Linked DNA regions of Triticum aestivum: region 2 is linked to region 1. The links are chromatin contacts, called in public Hi-C maps. All regions are on one chromosome and are shown on one strand. Each heading gives the region's core, a stretch centred on a gene start, on an enhancer-like site or on the middle of the called end of the contact. The rest is flanking DNA. Distances are from core to core; before and after follow the strand shown. Region 1 holds the start of LOC123085669 (histone-lysine N-methyltransferase EZ1). Region 2 holds the start of LOC123085673 (ATP-dependent Clp protease proteolytic subunit 5, chloroplastic).

Region 1 (2,924 bases), core at 43-2,542:
AAGTTGTTCAAATGCCTGAACCCATGCACATTCGAGTATCCACGCATATATATCTCAAGTTAATTAACTCTATCATGAGTTCATGACTAAGTTGTTCATCTAAATGCATGCACATTGAAGTATCCTTTCATAAATCTCAAGTTAACTCCATATGGCATATGAACTAGTACTGTAGAACTGAAGAGCAACCTAATATTAAGTCATCAAACAGGTCAAATAGAGTAGCAACACTATACTTGTCCAGGAAGATCCACGTGGTGTACGGAGGAATCTTATCAACCAGCGGCAGCTTCACAAGCTGCAAAACGATGGACTGTGCGCTGTCGCCGGAGCTGGAGAGCACGAGCGTCCCGTCGGCCGACAGGTTCTCCTCCTGCACGTGCACAACCTCCCTCTCCCCCGACCCTCTCGCCAGGTTCCAGCCAACGATCCTGGACTGGCCCTCCGCGGCGAGCTGCGACAGCACGTTGCTGCTCTCCGAGCCCCTCGACGCCGCCTCCGCCAGGGCGGCCACATCGAACAGGCCGCAGGTGTGCTTCCGCAGCGCCCTCCTGTTTGCCTCCAGCTTCTCCTGTCAAAGGTCAAAACAGGACACAGGTACAAAGCTCAATCCCCGGACCAGATTGAGTGACCCAACAAAACTCACAATTCACAACGAATTCTGTAGATGCGGTCGGTGCTCTGCTTTACCTTGATCGAGGCGAGGCGGGCCTGTTGGATTTGGCGCTTCAGCTGCGTAAGCTTCCCATGGAGCGCCATGAGTGAGGAGGTGCCCACGCCGAGCCCCTGATCCGGCCGCTGCGGAGCACGAAAGAAAAAAAAACAAGGGGACGGAAAAGGATCGAACCCGATCAGATTGGGGAGGGAGATCGAGGCGGGGAACCGGGCCGCTAGGGGAATCGGAGGCCGGCGAACGCTACCTTGGGGCCGTCCCGGTGGGAGGAGGAGTCGGAGGCCTTGGACGAGGACGACGCCATGGCGATGGCGCGAGCCGCCGCAGGCCCACACTCCTCCTGCTCCTCGACGCGAGGAGCCCTGCCTTCTCTGACCCTTGTCGACGCGACGGCTCTGCACTATAGCTAGCAGCATAGGCAGGCTAGGATCCTCTTTGCGGGAGGCTTAAGGTCTGACAGGTAGGTGGCCTGGCGTCAGTGGGGGCCTCTCGCTGCACGGGCTTCCGGATGGGCTCACGTCAAGTGGCGGCGGGCGTCGTTGGGTAGCGAAGGATTTAGAGGTCCAAGGGAGGTCGTGGCCGTCTGCACCGCTGTGCTGTGATCCCGCCGACCACCGACCACCGTCCACCGGTGTGGAACGCAAGGGAAGCGATGGCGGAGAAAGAAATGCGAGAGACGTTAGGCTAGCCATAGTAACGATGGCTGTTATCATGCACTCGGCGCTAGCAGACACGCCGATGTACCAGACAATTAAAGAAGAGGGGGTTTTAGAGTAATTTAGGTAGATACCGTATCATAAAAAATGAAGTATTATGCTATTATGTTATATAATAAATAAGTTCATCTATGATACTATTTCATTCATAATATTATGCACGTATATGATACTCCTCACTATGAATAGCCTTAATGATTCACCTACGCACAGAACATAAACACACTTGTCGCAATAACACGGTAAAAGGGATGTCAGTCCTCTTGTCTAGCTAGTTACAAGATTAAACACAAATGATAGGGATATACTCCCTCCGACTTTATTTACTCCGTATATTAGCTTTGACTGAAATGTGAGCAGCCGTTCCAATGGGTACCTCCCCCTGCCGGCTGGACAAAGCTGAATACCGATGGTAGCTTTGTACAGGCCACAAGCGCAACAGGGGGCGGGATGGTCCTTAGAGACGATAGAGGGAAGCTCATTTTTACATCATGTAGGCAGCTGCTCACATGTGACAATAGCCTTCAAGCAGAGTTGGAAGTATGCAGAGAGGGACTGTAGTTGGCTTTGTACCGTACCAACCTGCCCATATTGGTGGAGTTGGATTACTCTGAAGCGGTGTCGATGCTATCGGCCAAGTCAACAAACCGATCACAAGTCCGAGCACTAGCAGAGGATATAAACAGGATGATGCTGAATCTAGGGAGATTTCATTTTCTCACATTAGTAGATCACAACATAATGTCAGTCATGCACTAGTCGCGTATGGTCGTAGTACCCCTCGCATGGTTGTCTGATTGAGGTCAGGTTTAGACTGCATTATAAACATTTCCGAGTCCGAGAAGCCTCCGTGAGTCAATGAAATCTTCCTTTTCCCCGCAAAAAAAGCTTTGACTGAAATCAAACTAAAGTTTGACCAATTTTGCAGAAAATAATATGAACATTTACAATAACAAATTTATATGATGTGAAAATATATGCGATTATGAATCCAATCGAATTGATTTGGTGGTGTATATATTAATATATTTTTCTTCAAACCTCTTGAAAGTATATCAAGTTTGAATTTAGACAAACCTAATATGCAGAGTAAATAAAAACAGAGGAAGTAAATAGTAAGAAGGTAAAAACGGCAAAATAGTAATAGCAATTGTGTAGAAGAATTCAGTAATGTAGAATAGACCCAGGGTAGACCCGGGCATGAACAACTCGGCTCGAAAGCCCGACATCCGGGACGGGCTCGGGCTCAGCTTTTACGCCTGAAGCACGGCTCGAAAGCCCCAAAATAAACCCGAACAGGGCATAAATCAATATTTTATGACAAATATAGATATAATATATACTCCCTTCATCCCATAATATAAGAGCGTTTTTACACTAGTGTAGTGTCAAAAACGCTTATATATTATGGGACTGAAGGAGAATTCTGAATATCCTAAAAATCATTATTTTAATCAAAATAGACATTGTTCATGTGTTTCGAGTCGGTCCGGGCCGGGCTCGGGCTTTAAAAAGCTCAGTCCGAAGTAAGCCGC
Region 2 (3,115 bases), core at 611-3,110, 580 kb after region 1:
GTCAGCGAGACGGCGCTTCGTCGCCCTCATCGCCTCGGCCGGGAGCAGGTGCGCCACCAGCGCCGTGCGTACGCGTAGTTCCAGCCTTCCGAGGCCGGGCCATCCAGCGCCCCACCGCGTGTCAGCGACCCTGGCCAGGGCTGCAGCAGGAACGGCGGCGGCACAGGCGAGGCACGCGACGACGATGACGATGATGGCGACGGAGGCGACTACACCCGCTTCTACAGGCTTCTCGGCATGTAGACGACGGCGACGGCGACGGCGGTGGCGGCTAGGCGTAGTTTGCATGTTTTCATGTTTTTTTGTACAAATTTCAATGAAGTTTCGCCGAGCTCGTGCCAAAATCGCCGAGTTTTCATATATTTGTACGGAACATCGCCGAACCCGGGGCGACCTATGGGCCGACGACTAGGGACAAAGTTGCCCCCACGCGCCAATCTAGCATCGGCTCGCCCCCAGGCGGCTCTTTTTCGGCGCCCTGGGGGCCGAACGGCTGGAGATGCTCTAAGAAACTGGCAGAAGGAAAAGAGATTCATTTGTCTGAATTTACCATCATCACAAGATCACAAGAATATATACTCAATTCCAGGCCTACCTAGGCAGCTCAAAACCTAAGCACTGTGATGTAGCAGCAATACAAAAGTACCAGTAACAGTTGATAACTCCAGCACCTTCGTCACATAGGTATTGACAAACCAGGGTCCAGAAAAATAGAACTGTTTCCTACGAAGTCAAGTGATATTCATTTAACAGAGGAAGCGCATCCAAGAACCACAGTGCCACTCTACTTAACCTGAAATAACAACTTCGAGCACAAGTTCCACTTACGTGTAGTGTGAGGCCCTAGAATGTGCTTGAAGCTAAAGCAACACACTACATCCTTTGATAATTGATATACAGATCAGCAATTCCAAAGTAGGCTAGGATGAATAGATCATAACAAAGCTTCTGCCAAGATAGCTATTCATCTGGGACAGGAATTAGGAACTGCGCACAAGGAGAGAGTTTCATTTTTCGCAACTTACCTTGTTAGGATCAACGGCGTCCAGGTATAGCAGCTGCGCAACAATGACGTTGGCCATATCATCCTCCACAGGACCGCCGCATCGGATAATTCTCTGCAGCAGGACGCGCGCACATTACACTCGCAAAAAGGCCCTAAAGAGCAGATCAAACAATTGTGCACACAGTCCAGTATTCCCGTACGTGCTGAAAGAGCTGGCTGACGACGCTCTGGAACCGCTCCATTACCATGGGCGAGGGCCCGCGCTCCTGCCCCGCGGCCTCCACAGGGAAGTAGGGCGACCTAGGCATCAGCAAGTCGTCCCTGGCAGACACACACGCACAGCGCCATCAGCACCCTTAGATCCCCAACTGAACCTCGTCCAGCGTACCAAACAGACGATGCGAAACTACAAGGCTTTCTGCCACGAAATTGATTTCATCCTTTTCGTTTTGGAACCGGGCTAGTCCCCATTCCATTGCTCGCAGAACGGAAATAGTACTACATAGTCGGAGTTTAACAGGATACAGGAAGCGCGAAAGAGAAGAAGCGAGTGGAATTGACTTCACCTGATCGACCAAATCCCGCGCCTGTGAGCAGCCCCGTGCAGTCCCACTCCGCCGCCGCCGGCAGAGGCGGCCACGGACCTAGCGCACCTCCGATTCCTGCGAGGCGGACATGGTTAGGGTAGAGTGGTTGGAACTGGAAAGCGGGGAGGAACAGTGCGGGAGAGATGGGAACCTGAGGAGCGGGAGGGATCTGGGGGGCGGATTGGGGCTGGGTTTGGGGCCAAGGAGAGGGGCGGTCAGAGAGGAGGGGGAGGCGGTGGAGGTCGCCATGGGCGGGGCGAGGAGAGAGCTCGCGGTGGGGGTTTTGGGCGGAGGGGGCTTTGGCTGCGCTTCTTATCCGGGAAGAGAGTGCTTAGAAGAAGGCAGTGAGACTGTCTGTGGGCGAAGAAGTGTGGGCTTGTTTAGCCCTGGGCTTACATGGTGCGGCAGATTGGCAGTACATCTCATTTGCAGGGTAAAATAAAATAAAACAAAATAAGAAAAATTAGCCTCTCACCCTTCCCTCGAAATAAAAAAAGGGAAATGCTAAAATCTGACGTAGCATGACAAATCTAATGTTTCTCATAGCAATTTATGTTGGGATGAGGATGACAAATGTAGCTGGCGAGCATGGCAATTTTTTGGCTGCCATGCTCACCAACTAAGCTTGCTACCCTTGACAAACATAATTTGTTATGAAAAACATTCGATTTGTCTTGCCTAAAAATCTGAAGTTCGTTGTATATTCCGATCCAAAAAATAAGCCTCTCATCTTAAATCTCAGTTACGCTCTAGCAAAAAATTAATACTATTTAGTCAGCGGTTAATTAAAGCTAGTCGCCTACAATTCTTTCTACACATGTTGAGTTTATTGCCACAATTGGGAATTTGTCACACTTCGTCAGTCGTATACTTCTTGTCAGATGTATCTTCTTTGTCAGCAGATATTTTTAGATCATTTCTTGGTCACATCTTGACTTTTCTGTTAGTTGTGTCCTTAAACTAAAAAGTAATGATACAACTTTTAGAATCATCATTGTATATGGGTCTCCATATGAAGAAGGAAAAGAGGCTTTTATTTCAAAGCTTCACTCCATGTTCATGGAGTGCCCCTCCCCCACTCTGATTGATGGTGACTTTAATCTGGTTATGTGTAACGCCCCAAGATCGGAGCTTCAGACGCCTTTCATGTTTTTCGAGTTTCGTCATGTGAGTTGTTGGTTTGTTGCATTCATCATCGCATCATGTGCATTGCATCATGTCATCATGTCATTAATCTTTGCATCTTAACTCAACTAAATAAATTACATAGATCTTTCGATCTATTTAAACCAAGGGAATTCACATGATGAGTTCTTTTTATAACATATCATCCCAGTATTTAGGGAGCTATTATAAATATTCCAATAATTTGGAATTAACCATAACACACGTGCAAATATAATCCCATGCCTTTCTATCCAAATCCTTGACCTCAACTTTGCCCATAAAATTCTTTCGGCACATTTCCAAGCTCCACCAATAAACTCAACATTTTTTTGGACTCTTCGAAAACCTAGTCCCA

Evidence for each region. Hi-C and Micro-C count contacts between places; a contact is called where the count stands out from the background.
Region 2: a contact with region 1 is called in a Hi-C map of leaf, with 6 times the contacts expected there. The contact joins the promoter of LOC123085673 here to the promoter of LOC123085669 in region 1. A contact is called at or near these places in 2 of 5 Hi-C or Micro-C datasets (both in leaf).

What each region holds. Positions count from the first base shown.
Region 1 is chr4A:149,382,360-149,385,283 of IWGSC CS RefSeq v2.1, forward strand. LOC123085669 (histone-lysine N-methyltransferase EZ1) reads right to left here and starts at 1,293. Exons shown (of 17, transcript XM_044507342.1): 1 at 921-1,293; 2 at 691-798; 3 at 237-571. The coding sequence starts at 977.
Region 2 is chr4A:149,958,662-149,961,776 of IWGSC CS RefSeq v2.1, forward strand. It overlaps LOC123085673 (ATP-dependent Clp protease proteolytic subunit 5, chloroplastic), which reads right to left and starts at 1,861. Exons shown (of 9, transcript XM_044507346.1): 1 at 1,745-1,861; 2 at 1,573-1,668; 3 at 1,207-1,327; 4 at 1,026-1,118. The coding sequence starts at 1,842.